Regions from separate parts of the Callithrix jacchus genome. Here region 1 is linked to region 2. The links are chromatin contacts, called in public Hi-C maps. All regions are on one chromosome and are shown on one strand. The core of a region is the stretch at or near the end of the contact, and the rest is flanking DNA. Distances in the headings are between cores, read along the strand shown.

What was found. Hi-C and Micro-C count contacts between places; a contact is called where the count stands out from the background.
Region 1: a contact with region 2 is called in a Hi-C map of induced pluripotent stem cells, with 2.3 times the contacts expected there. The contact joins the enhancer-like site here to the promoter of CALM1 in region 2. A contact is called at or near these places in 2 of 3 Hi-C or Micro-C datasets (induced pluripotent stem cells and skeletal muscle).

Annotation. Positions count from the first base shown.
Region 1 is chr8:125,383,366-125,390,291 of calJac240_pri, reverse strand. The region is part of intron 1 of LOC128928858 (a long non-coding RNA gene); the gene reads right to left. Among named protein-coding and RNA genes, the nearest start is that of CALM1, 110 kb to the right of the region's middle. Within about 2 kb of position 2,756, at least 4 of the 16 cell types and tissues checked have an H3K27ac peak or open chromatin away from gene starts, as enhancers often do.
Region 2 is chr8:125,276,663-125,282,926 of calJac240_pri, reverse strand. It overlaps CALM1 (calmodulin 1), which reads right to left and starts at 4,350. Exons shown (of 6, transcript XM_002754194.7): 1 at 4,149-4,350; 2 at 1,306-1,336; 3 at 10-153. The coding sequence starts at 4,151.

The sequences.
Region 1 (6,926 bases), core at 1,507-4,006, 110 kb before region 2:
TGTTAGCCGTGACCGGACAACCTCTGGGTCTGAGCTTGAGGTCCCAGTGGACCCCTGTCTTCAGAGAAGCCTGAAAGATCTGGTTGGATAAGGAAGGGAGTGGAGGTGGGGCAAGGAGCCTGGGACTGTCTCTAGGAGATTTTGATTCCTTTCACCTTCCTTGTGTCTCACTCAGCACCAGCCCCTCCCCACCTGCCAGGCCAGACCCCACCGGAGAAGCCTGGGAAGTTCCACTTGACTTGGCAGATCCCGGTCTCAAGGGAAAAGGAAGCCCTCCTGAGAGTAGCTGCCCTGTAGCTGGGCCTCAAAGGGGCCAGGAGGGGAAAGGGCCAGGACCTGCAAAACACACCTGCTGATGGCAGCCTCAAGCAGCCCCTCGGGGCAGGGGTGGGGGGCGTGTGAGTGGTAAACAGAAGGGAGGTGGCTCCCCCCTTGGGAGCTGCTGTGATGCTGCTGTTGATACTGTTTTGGAGAGGGAGCAGGAGGCAGCCACCATGGAGCGCAGGGCCCCAGGGAACCAGAGAGAGCCACTGCAGCACCACCAGTCCTGATGGAGCACAGCATCGGGGAGACCCAGCAAAGATTTGGGTGAGGGGCCCAACTGCACCTCTACGGGCTAAGCAGAGACACTCCCTCTAGACAGAGTCACCGCGGTGTGTCCAGAATGCCTTGGGTTTCATACACACTGACCTAAGTGACTTTGCATGTACACACACCCTGCACACATGTTCCCATGCACTCTTACACACATGTGCTCACACCCTGCACACACACCCTTGCACACAACTACACACATACAAACTTGCACACATATACACACTCGCACACAACCCTGCACTCACAGGTTTGGCGTGTGGCCACGTGGTTTAAGTCTCAGCATCACCACTTCTTGGCTCTAAATGTGGGCATTCCGCTTAGGCTCTCTAAGCCTCAGTTTCCCCATCTGCCAGGGAGAGCCAGTGCTCTTTGTCTTACCTCTGGGTGACTGTGAGGGTGGCATGCTAACTGCCAGCTGAGACCCATGTAAGTCATTGTCCTCCCCATTTAGTTGAGGAAACCGCATCTCAGCACAGTGAAGGGAGTGGCCCAAGCACCTGGGCCAAGTAGCAGGATGGGGCCTGAATCACATTTTGAACGAGAGGTCACCTGGACATCACCCATTCATCATTCACTCATGTGTGTCCACATGAGTCAGCAATTTGTGCACACTCATAGATGCACACGATGGTAATAATGGCCACCATTCATGGGCAATTACCACAGGCTGGGCATTGCGCTAAGTGCCTTACCTATGCTCACACAGCACCTCACACCGCAGTGCCTCCCTGATTTGTTTAGCTGCAAGTAACAGAATTCAGCTAAACCAGAAATATAGCCATTGTTATTTCACCCTGATCATAGGCAGTTTCAGGGTGGCTTGGCAGCTTGGTGAGGTCATCAAGGACCCAGGTTCTTTCCCTCTCTCCGCCCACCATCCTCAGTGTTAACCTCATGCCACATAGTTGCAGGATGGCTGCTGCAGCACTGGCCATCACGTCTACACTCCAGCATGAAAGAAAGTGAGGGTGGACTTAAGACAACTCTCACACCATTCCCTTTTGTTAAGAAGCAAAATCTCTCCTAGAAGCACCACCCACAAGACTTTCCCTTACACTTCATTGCCTGAAATTGAGTCAGTGGCTCTCTAGCTGCACAGGAGGCTGGAAAGAAAGGGCCTGGCATAATTGACTTAGACAATGAATCAAGATTTAGCCCCCGGGCTCGGCGTTCTGCTGCCTTGAACAAAATCAGCTTTCTCTTGGCTAAGGAGAGGAGGTGAAGGTCGATGAAAATGTCAACCGCTGTGCCCTTGAGCACCATCCTTCATCCCTCCTCCAGGGGGCAGTGTGGGACAGAGGACACAGCAGACAAAGGGGTTTGAACTCGTGGGTTGGGGGACAGTGAGGGACCCCAAATTCTGATGCATCTACGTCCTTAAGGGCAGGCCTGCTGCAGACAGCTTCCTGGAAGCAGCAGGGGCTACATATCTGGTGTGTCCACCCCAGGCACCACAATCCAGGCCACAGTGGCTCATGTCCCTCAGCCCAGACACCTAGTTCTGTGGTTCTCAACCTCTGTTTCTTCCTGCCATGACACGTGGGTGGGATGGCTGCATGCCCATGGCAGTCCTCCCCTTCACCTGCCCTCGCCAAAACGTATCTGCCTGCAAGTGTGCAATGATGCTGTCATGGGGTAGCCTGGAGTCCCCTGTAACTAAAGACAACAGGAAGTCCGTGGCTCACCTCCCCCAGGCATCGCAGGGAGCCAGCCGAGAGCCCCTCATGCTCCAGTGACTGACTCGTGGAGCATCTGCGAAGATGGTTTGTTGTAAGGGCTGGCTGTCAGGTTCCTTCTGGAGGAAATGTTAATCCGGCCTGCCCTTCAGTCAGCACAGCCTGAGGACCAGCCCTGGCTGCGTGCTGAGGGCGGGGCTTAGCTGTGCAGGACCAGCCACAGGTCTCTTTTGGGAGGTGTGTCCCCGCTGGGATTTCATCTGAAAGCCCCCTCTCCAGGGTCCTGCCAATGCCATGTGTGCCCTGTGGGCCTTGGTCCAGGCCGTGCATTCGGGGGACGCTCTCTGAGCTGGGGCCCTAGCCGCTGTGCATGTGATGTTTGGGGTCCCTGACCCTGCAAATGCTCCAAGCTCCCTGGAACGCCCTTCCTGCCCACCAGCAGCTTCTGGCTGGTTTCCTTCTGCACGCTCTGCAGAGCTGGCCACCGCCTACCAAGCCTGGCTTCTTGCTTTATGTTAGGCTCTGCAGATCTCTGGCAGCTGCTGTCTCTGTCCCGGGCACTGGTAGAGGGAGGGGATGGAATCTTCTCCAGATCAGGGTCACAGATGGAAGCGGAAGCCCCTCCAGGCAGCGCATGGCCTCAGGACTCTTGCTGGGGGAGCCCCAAGAAATCTGGTATTTGCTGGGCGGTGCAGGACTCCACCCTTTGCACAGATCTCCCTCCCACTGTCTCCTCCCTAAACACTGATCACTGAACTTCTTATAAATGCTTTTGGGTATTAAGATGGGGTTTGGAAAGGTTGTGATGACACCACTGTCCTCCAGCCTGGGTGACAGAGCAAGGCCCTATCTCAAAGGAAAAAGAAAGACTGTGGCTGTAGATCCGGGTGGCCCTTCCCTTTGAGAGAGCACGTGGCAGGGAGTGGCTGGGTGTAAAGGGTGCACGTGCCGAAACCCAAAGAGAGGGAGTCCCCACAGGCCCCCACATGGCTGTGTCAGCAGCTCTGGCTTCCGGCAAGTGGTGGGAGGGGAGGGCGTGCTTCTCTGAAAAGGTTACTGAAGGTTGTTTCACTCAGAGGATTTGGTGCTTTGCATTCTCAATGCTTGGGGCTCAGAGCTGCAGGATGTGGGAGACACTGGGGTTTCAGCTCATCTCCACCCTGTGGGGGCAGGGGCAGGGGCAGGGGCAGGGGTAGGGCAGGGACTGGGTGTTCTCTCTGGCTGCTGCCACACTCCCTGCAGGGAGGGAGGGGGTTCTGGTGAGGAAGGGCCAGAGCTCAGGTGTTCACACCTGCTGTGTGCTGAGCCTGTGCGGTGTGCAGGGGACATGGGGCCCTGCCCCCGAGGAGTGTTCATCCCTGGAGAGGGGTTGATGGTCATGTAGGTCACCATGGAGCTGAGGTTCCCAAATGGGGGCAATTGTGTCTCTCAGGGACCATTTGGCAATGTCACAATAGGCAAGGGATGCTACTGGCATCTAGTGGGTAGAAGCCAGGGGCACTGTTAAAAATCCTGCTCTACACAGGACAGCTTCCCACCACATGGACCTGTCCAGCCCCCAAATATCAACAGGGCGTCTCTGGACCACCAGTGTGCTGCTGGGGAGCCACCGTCTGTCTGGCCAACTAACTCCGTGGTTGCAGGGCCTGGGGAATAGCGAGGAGCAGCAGGAGTACCAAGACTGGTGCACCCGATCCCCTCTCCTGGCGCAATGCTGCCTGGTCAACCGTGAGCTTGCTCATCAGCCACCAGCCCACGGCCATGGAGAGTGGCTTGTGGTCTTTGTTCGGCTGTGGGGTAGTGAGAGCCTGCTGGCCATAGGATGGTCCAGCTCTTTTCTCAGGCTCTTCGAGTCCCAGCACACACGGGGACCGGCTCTCCTCTCAGGGTGGCTGGGGTCCCCCCGGACTTGGAGAGATGCAGCCATAAACAGGGAGCTTTCTTCACGCTCAAGCATCCAGCCACCTCCTCTGGCCTGTCTTGCTCAGAAAATGGACAGGAGGTGGCTGGGCACAGTGGCTCATGCCTGTAATCCCAGGACTTGGGAGGCTGAGGAGGGTGGATCACGAGGTCTGGAGATCAAGACCATCCTGGCCAACATAGTGAAAGACCGTCTCTACTAAAAATACAAAAATTAGTTGGGTGCGGTGGCGCCTGCCTGTAATCCCAGCTACTTGGGAGGCTGAAGACGAGAATTGCTTGAACCCAGGAGGCAGAGTTTGCATTGAGTCGAGATCATGCCTCTGCACTCCAGTTTGGCAACAGAGTGAGACTCTGCCTCAAAAAAATAAAAAATTTATGGCCGGGCGTGGTGGCTCACGCCTGTAATCCCAGCACTTTGGGAGGCCGAGGCGGGTGGATCACGAGGTCAAGATATCGAGACCATCCTGGTCAACATGGTGAAACCCCGTCTCTACTAAAGATACAAAAAATTAGCTGGGCACGGTGGCGCGTGCCTGTAATCCCAGCTACTCAGGAGGCTGAGGCAGGAGAATTGCCTGAACCCAGGAGGTGGAGGTTGCGGTGAGCCGAGATTGCGCCATTGCACTCCAGTCTGGGTAACAAGAGCGAAACTCCGTCTCAAAAAAATAAAATAAAATAAAATAAAAAATTTAAACATTTAAAAATTAAAAAAAAAAAAAAAAGAAAAGAAAATGGACAAGAGGCTCCCGGTTGTGTTCCCGTTCCAAGACTTTCTTGCCCAGAGCACTGAGGCCCAGATGGGAACCACCAAAATAGGGCAGAGGCCACATCAGAGTCCACGCCTTACCTCATTTTTTGGAACTCCCCAGCTCCTTCCAGATAAAACCTCCATCTGCCCTTCTAGTGACATGACTTTGCTTTCACTTGCTTTTCTAACTGCCCCCCTTGTCCCTCTCAAAGCCCTGGACTCTTCGAAGTCCCTGTCCTCCTGCCACGGAGCCCACCTTCCACCCATCAACACTGACTTGCCTCCCCCGCCACGTCCCCACCCAGAAGCCCGAATTTCATGTTTCCTCTTTCATCACTCATGCCTCAGTGTCTCCATTCAGCACTTACTACATTAGAAATTCAAACAAAAGAAAATAACTTTAGTAATCAATTTTTTACAAAAAAAAAAAAACAACAAAACTTCTTGTACTTTCTGAAAACACAGAGAAGTGTAGAGAAGAAAACCAAAGCCTTAAAATGCTTCACTCCTAGAAAGCCACTGCCAAAGCTGAAGCACGTCCCTGCCTGTGTCTCAGCGCAGACACACACCAATAAATCCATATGTCCAACTCCACAGAAGCAGGATCTCTTTGCGGTGGCCGCTTGTTTGTCCATTAGTGTGACATGGAGAACTTTCCCTGTCAATACAAACACCCAGTTGTGGGAAAGTACTCCATGGGACCCACAGAGTCTAATCTAATTCTTCAGTTCCCTATTAATGGACATTTAGATGATTTCCAACTTTTTTTTTTTTTTTTTTTTTTGGAGACAGAGTTTTGCTCTTGTTGCCCGGGCTGGCAATGGTGCGATCTTGACTTACTGCAATTTCTGCCCCCAGGTTCAAGAGATTCTCCTACCTCAGCCTCCTGAGTAACTGGGATTACAGGTGCGCGCCAACATGGCCGGCTAATTTTTGTATTTTTAGTAGAGACAAGTTTCGCCATGTTGGCCAGGCTGGTCTTGACCTCCTGACCTCAGGTGATTCACCCACCTCGGCCTCCCAAAGTGCTAGGATTACAGGCATGAGCCACCCCGCTCAGCCCGATTTCCAACTTTTTATTTTAACAAACAAGACAGGATTGTCCAATGTCTACTTTGAACCAATGGTAATCATAAAGGTAGTAACTACAGTGCATTCCGCACGGTTTACACACCTGGCATTGCTCCAAGCACTTTATACACAGTTACTCACGCCTCCCCACCAAACTGTAACATGGGTACTGTGAGTGCCCATTTTACAGGCAGGTACAGTGAGGCACGGAGTTTATGCTACAGGTCAAAAGTTAGTAATGGGCAGTGCCTTCATAGCCAACTTGCCCACACTCAGGAAAATGTTTCTAATCTTTTGATAATCTAATGAGGTGTTGCAGAAAATCTCAATGTTGCTTTTATTTTCATTTTTGTTACTCAGAAATTGATTTTGATTTCTGTTTTTTTCTAAGTGTTGATAAGCCATTAGCATTCTTTGCTTTTTTTTTTTAAAGAGATGGATTCTCCCTCTGTCACCCAGGCTGGAGTACAGTGGTGCAATCATAGCTCACTGCAACTTTGAACTCCGGGGCTCAGGTGGTCCTCCTACCTCAGCCGCCTCAGTAGCTAAGACTTACAGGTGCACATCGCCATGCCCAACTAACTTATTTCTACTTTTATTAATTTTTCTTTTGTAGAGATGTGGTCGGACTGTGTTGCCCAGGCTGGTCTTGAACTCCTGATGTCATGTGATCCTCCCACCTCAGCCTCTCAAATAGTTGGAATTACAGGCATGAGCCCAGCCTTAATTTTTTAATGAATTACTTATCCATGTCTTTTTCTCATTTTTCAACTGAGGCCTTCACACTTTATTGATTTATTATAGTGCTTCATACACTGTGGAAGTAGCCCTTTGTTTTAGAGAGGGAGGCCCTGTGGGCAGGGATTGTCTCATCCTCACCACCTTTTCCTCAGCCTGACACAGAGTCAGTT
Region 2 (6,264 bases), core at 3,101-5,600:
AGCCCTTACCATCAGCATCCACTTCGTTGATCATATCCTGCAACTCAGCTTCTGTTGGGTTCTGACCCAGTGACCTCATGACAGTTCCAAGTTCCTTTGTTGTGATGGTGCCATCACCATCTTTATCGAACAGGGAGAAAGCTTCTTTGAATTCTGAAAACAAAAGTTGACGCTTTAAAATGAATGTCTTTATCCAACCCAGTCACAATACACACTTGCCGGGAGCTTGCCAAAGCAAGCCATTCAAGTTGTGCAAGGTATCAGAAGCTGTCTGGTTTTTATCTATTGAAATAAAGACCACAAAAGTCCTGTTGGACTGGCCTTCATACAGCAGCCCACAAAGCAAACACTGCTCCCAGTAAACCACAATATTCCCATGTTTAAAGGCAGCTAAGCTGGAACATGCTTAAATTGGTCCTAAATCCAATCTTTCTTTTTTTTTTTTTTTTTTGGCAAGGGAATCTCCCTCTGTCTGTCACCCAGGCTGGAGTGCAGTAGTGCAATCTTGGCTCACTGCAACCCCCTGCCTCCTGGGTTCAAGCAATGAAATCCAATCTGATAAGACTGGTCCATGTGCCCCCTTCAAGTCCCTTTCTGTTACATTTCTGATGCCTTAAAAATCCCTTGTTTCATAGCAACATGAGATGATTACTAGAAATGGACATTCCCAGGTAACCAGTCTGTTTCTCTCTATGTGACTTTTAGGATATTTCAGAGGCATTTCTGGTTTCCTAAAGAGACACAGTCTCAAAACAAGTCCTCCAGGGAATAAAAAGCTAAAATCTGCCAGACGTAGCGGCACATGCCTATGGTCCCAGCTACTTGGGAGGCTGAGGCAGGACTGCTTGAGCCCAGGAGTTCGAGTCCAGCCTGGGCAAAAAGTTGAACTAATATAACTTTCTTCCTAATTATTACAGTGGTCCTAACACTCATTTTCATTTATTTTAGGATAGCAAGCACAAGCTTCCATGGCAGATTACTGAAAGACCCGTGGCATAAGAATTGTAAACTAAACTGTTGAGTAGCAGGCTCAGTACAATTTAATCATATGCAAACTTTGCACACTGTGGAACATGGTCAAATTCTCCAGTTTAACAAGTGGGCATCCTTAGTTTTACTTCCTTTCGCCTCATCTATGAAGTACTGGCAGGAGTAACACCTGACCTAAATGTTTCTTCTTACTGTTCTTCTTTAAATAAATTCCTAGAAAACTGCCCAGACTGTAGGGGGAAGGAACAGAGGAGTCACCAAAACTGAGTCAGTGCCTAGTTCTGGCCTTCTGGGGACTCCCTGGAGTTAACTTACCAGCAATCTGTTCTTCGGTCAGCTGATCAGCCTACATGAAGAAAGAAAAGGTTATCATTCAGTCCACCATAGTTTGGTTGAGATCAACATAGGCTTTCCAGTTACATTCTTAATATTGTGATCTTTCAAAAATCACTCATAAAAAATATTTTGAAACCTGTAGCACTGTCACTTAACCAAAGTAACTAGAATAAAGGAAACTCTCTACGCTATTTTAACAAAGGATTACAAGGAAGCGACATCTGCTCACTTCTAAATTTTCTTTTCTGGGCCCGTGGCTTAGTTTGCTCCGCAATCTCACTAGGCTAAGTTCACAATGTGAAAAATGGCACCTCTAGTGGCAGAAGGCCCCGTGGCACCAGCTGCAGTGGCAGCAGACTCTAAGACAGAAGAGCGCCACCTACTGCATCATGGACACTAGTCCCCCCTCTTCCGCCAACAAGGGACCCAGCCCACTGCCACTGCCACCACAGCCAGGATCAGGATCTCATCCAGGGGCTGGCTTTTAGCACACCTTGCACACTGCTCCAGGCCCTCAAAATCTCCAAACTAGCGTTACATAATGGCATTGGGTTGGATTAGCAGGCTTTTATATCCATTTTATGAGAAATAATAATTAAGTGGAAGAAAATATACAGCAGCTAGGTACCCCATCAACTTCATTTCCATGTAACAAATGCTTTCCAATCCTTTAAATTAGGCAGTTATTTGTTAAAAGCCTACCATTACAACCGATAATGCCCTAGGTCAAATTATCCTATGATTCAGAAGCCAGGAAAAACTGGTACCATCTTACACAGTGTTACAAAACTGCAAAAATTAGGTACACAGAAAACTACAATTCTCAGACTATAAATATACTTCTCTCTTTTCTGGCAAAGAGTATCCATTAAATTTGCTGGAGAGTATTAACCCTATCTACCTTAAGAATGACGTAAGAACTGCTCTTAACAAACACACTTCATTGGAGTAATGGCCACGAAGGTAATTCTCACTTGTATTATTTGGTCTCTACCACACTGAACCTGTGCTTCCAGCCGAGAGAATCGAGACTTCAAGGGCAGCTAATATGTATTTCCATTTTAATGAAGGATGCCTAAGAATCCAATTACAAAATAAGTCCTAATAGAAAGGTGATGAAGTGTATTCTCTTAAGTGAAAACTTTAACAGTAGGAATGATGTTCCAATACATTGATTTTGAGCAAAAACTTGTTTTTTACAAATTACAAACGGGTCTTCCTTTCTACCCCATTCACTAAAAACTGGCTTTCTTTAAAGGACGGAGACACGATGATTTATGTAACATCAGGGCAACATCTGTCTTGCACAACAGCAAGCGCTGCCACACCTTGCAAGAGAATCTGTCACCTTAAGGGGAGAACAGCCCCACCTTGCTACAAAACTCTCTTGTTAGAGGGGTTACCAGGAACATTAAGTTTCTAGACAACGAAATCCTCCTCCCCCAAATGGCGCTAGCCTTGTGGGCAAAGGCGTTACAGAACCCTGCAGGGAACCATCTCCCCACCCGCCAAACCAGAAATGCAGTCGGTGATGTCAGCCCTGTCCGCCGAGGGAGGAAGGGGCTGTGGAAAGCACCCAGAGAGGCGCACAGTAGCATCTGGCAATCTAGAGGCTGCAGAGAAAGCGGAAACGTGGAGGGCAACTCTCTGCGTCCTGGAAGTGCGCGGGGCAGGAGGAACGAGCAACCAGGGGCTGAGCAGGGCGCGTGCCCGAAAGCAGGCGGGGTGCAAGGCGGCCCCCAGGCGGGCGTCCGGACGCCGCCGCTCCTCGGCCTGGAGGGTCCCCATCCCCGGCCCCCACGCTCCAGTGCCGCGGCCAAGGCCGACCCGCACCTCCCACCCGCTTTTGCTCCCCATGCGGCGAGCCCGCCGCGCCACCGCCTCCTCCCGGAGCAGAAACTTTGCGTCTCTAATGGAAACCGAGCCGCGCGCCAGCTCCCTCCTCCCCCGCCCCCCCCGCCCCAATTAGCGCAAGCCGGGCGCCTCCCGCGGGAAGAGCCTCCTGGTGCACCGAGGTTCACGCCCGCCTGCACTGCCGCACCAGGTGGGGGGCCGCAGGGGTGCGAAAGCGGCAGGCATGAGCCGCGGCCACACCGCAGGGCCCCGCCCGGGCGAAGGGCGGCCCGGCAGCCGCTTCCGCCCTCTCCGCCCCCAACCCCTCGCCTTCCTGCCCCCCAACCCCACCCTTCCCGGTTCCTTCCTTCCCAGCCCACGCCCGCGCCGCGCCCCCCGAGAGGAAGGAGGGGAGAGCGCCTAGCAGGGACGGCCAGGGTGGGGAGGTGGCGGGCGCTGACTGTGCCCACAACACTCGGCTGGAGCAATGTGCGCCACCGGAGCGATCCAGCCCCATTCATTCTCAGCTGCCCACCCGATCTGCCACCTTCGCGCCGGGGGAGAAGCGAGGTGGGGAGGGGCGGGGGGGAGGTCTAGTGCCCGGCCCCGCCCGGCTCCCGGGCCGAAACGCTTCGCAGCAGGCAGCCCGGGTGCGGCGCTGCTGGATGCAGTGGGTGCGGGGCCGGGAGGGGGAGGGGGTGGGGGCTGGGGGTGCGGGGTGGATGCGGAAAGCCCCGCTGCTGTTGTGGCTGGAGCCCCTGCCGGTGGACGGCCCACGGCCAAGTCCAGTCCAAGGGGATCCAATAAATGAAGCTCCCTGGCAGAGGTCGCCGAGATGCAAATCCAAAATGCATCTTCCTTTAAACGCAGCGGCTGCGTAACATTCAGAAAGGAGAAACCTCCCCCAAACCAAAAACAAAAAACAAAACAGAGATCTGAGAAGAAATCTTGGGCAGCTGCTACGCCGGCATTTGCCACTCCCGACCTACCATGGTGTGAGCGAAGGGAGCAAGAGCAGAGGGAGCAAGAGTGGCTGCACCAGCGCGGGGGCTGTGACGGCCGGGGTGCCTCCGACGGTGCTGCTGCCGCTGCTAAGGCGCGCTGTGCTCTGTGCCGCCGCCGCCGCCGCCTGCGCCGCCGCCTAACTACCAGTAACCGCGCCGCGTTCACGAGACTCGCAACAGCACTGCCGGAGCGCGAGCCTGCTCCCCGGAATATATACGGAGCGCCGTATCCCTCCGCCGTGGCGGAGTCGCCTCGCGCAGAATGGAGCTGCGACGGCCGGGCCTTGCCCGCGTGGCCCCGCCTCCCGGTCCGCCCGGCCTCCTGCCGCTCCCTGCGCGCCAGTCGCAGCGACCCTGCGCGGCGTCGGCGACTGGGAGAATTCTAGGCTGGGTGCGCAGTCTCGGGGCAAGTGTGGCGGGGAGTTCTCAGGAGACGCCCATCCCGAGCCGGGGCGAAGACAGAGCGCCTGCCTAGTCCAACCTTGGGGCGACCCAGAGCTTTGGAACCGTTCGCCCTGCTACCCACCCCAGCCTCACCCCACCTGGGTGATTCTCCCACCTCAACGTTTCCAACCGCTCCACTGGGGTTGCCGGCTCCCGCGTGCCCCTCGTTTTTGAGTCTGCAGCAGCCACTTCCAGTTTGGGGTGCTGCGGGAAGTCCTGGGACTAGGGGGTCCGCGGGGAGGTGGAGGCACAGGAATCGGCCGCACTCCTTCAGTGGCAGAGGAGGGGGTCTGCAGAGGACGAGGTAGTTGTCCTCCTGGACGAAATTGGTCCCGTGTTCTTCGGATTTTGGAGCAATATCCGAGCCAAATTATGTATGTCCAATTGCTAAATCTGTGTCATGTTGCTATGCTAGATCAGTCTTTAATGTTTTATGTTTCCACTGAATATTTTTTAGGTTGCCTGAATATTTCTCTCCTACTATTTTGTTCTCCTTGTGGAGAATACTATTCATCCTGAGGCCCGTCTTACTAAAATTAGTACCTGTGCAGTTTCTACAGACCTTAAAACTCGGGCTTTAAATTTTTGGTAATTTTTCCGATCCTGAGAGGGGTCAGAGTCTTTATTCATAAATCCACAGAAACAAAGAAGAGAAAAAGCAGAAGTTTCAAATCTCCTAGATTACAAGTGGAATATACAGCCAATTGCCTCTATTATGGAGCTAGATTGTATTTTAAACTACAATCTTGATTATATTCATTTTTAAAGAATATTTAAATTTACTAGTTTTCCATTTTTTAACATATTTCTTTTAAAAGAATATTTAAATCTTTTAAGTTTACCAGTGGTTTCCATTTTTCTGGAAGGTAGAAAAAGAACAATTTCAGCCAGTAATGTGAAGCCCAGGACTTGTGAAAATCTTGACAAAATGCTGCAGTTTCTTTTCTTGCCAAGGCAGAACACAGAATTTGATCTTTTGTTTACAGGGCCCAGGCAACAGTTGGAGGTTATCATTTGCTGACTCTTTCACAGACTATGGCAAAGTGTGTGATTAACATGATCTGCTAGAAAGGGCTTTGCTTGGTTCTGTTTGTTTCTGGTTTTGACAGAATCTGCAGGAAGATGTTTTAAAAGAAGGGGAAATACAGGCACATTGCACATGCCACAAGACTTCTTGGGATAACCTCAAAAAGACATCAGCATCTGTGGAGCTGTTCTACTGATGTTCCTTCTGGAATCCCGCAGAGTGAACCTGCTGTTTAATTTAGAGAGCGGCTGCAGCAGCAAGCCAGGGGATGGTGCTGCCTTCCCTCTGCAGATTAGAAAGACACTATTCACCTCACCAACCTAATCCCAATCCCTGCAAAAAATACTACTACTCTTGGGCTCACAGGGGAAAACCTGAGTAGGAATAAAGCGTACATATTAATGGGAGAGTTGGAAATAGAAGGAAAGGGACTAATACAAAGTAATTCTAAAGAATACTCAATAATCCAGTCAGTTACAAGCCTAAATGGCCAAACTCATTATTAAAACTGCTTCTTTCCCAAGGGTATTGGTATTCTTTCTGTGGGGCTTTTCATATGGTAGGTAGTGAAATACAATTTTTTTTTTTCTTGAGACAGAACCTCACTCTGTTGCCCAGACTGGAGTACAA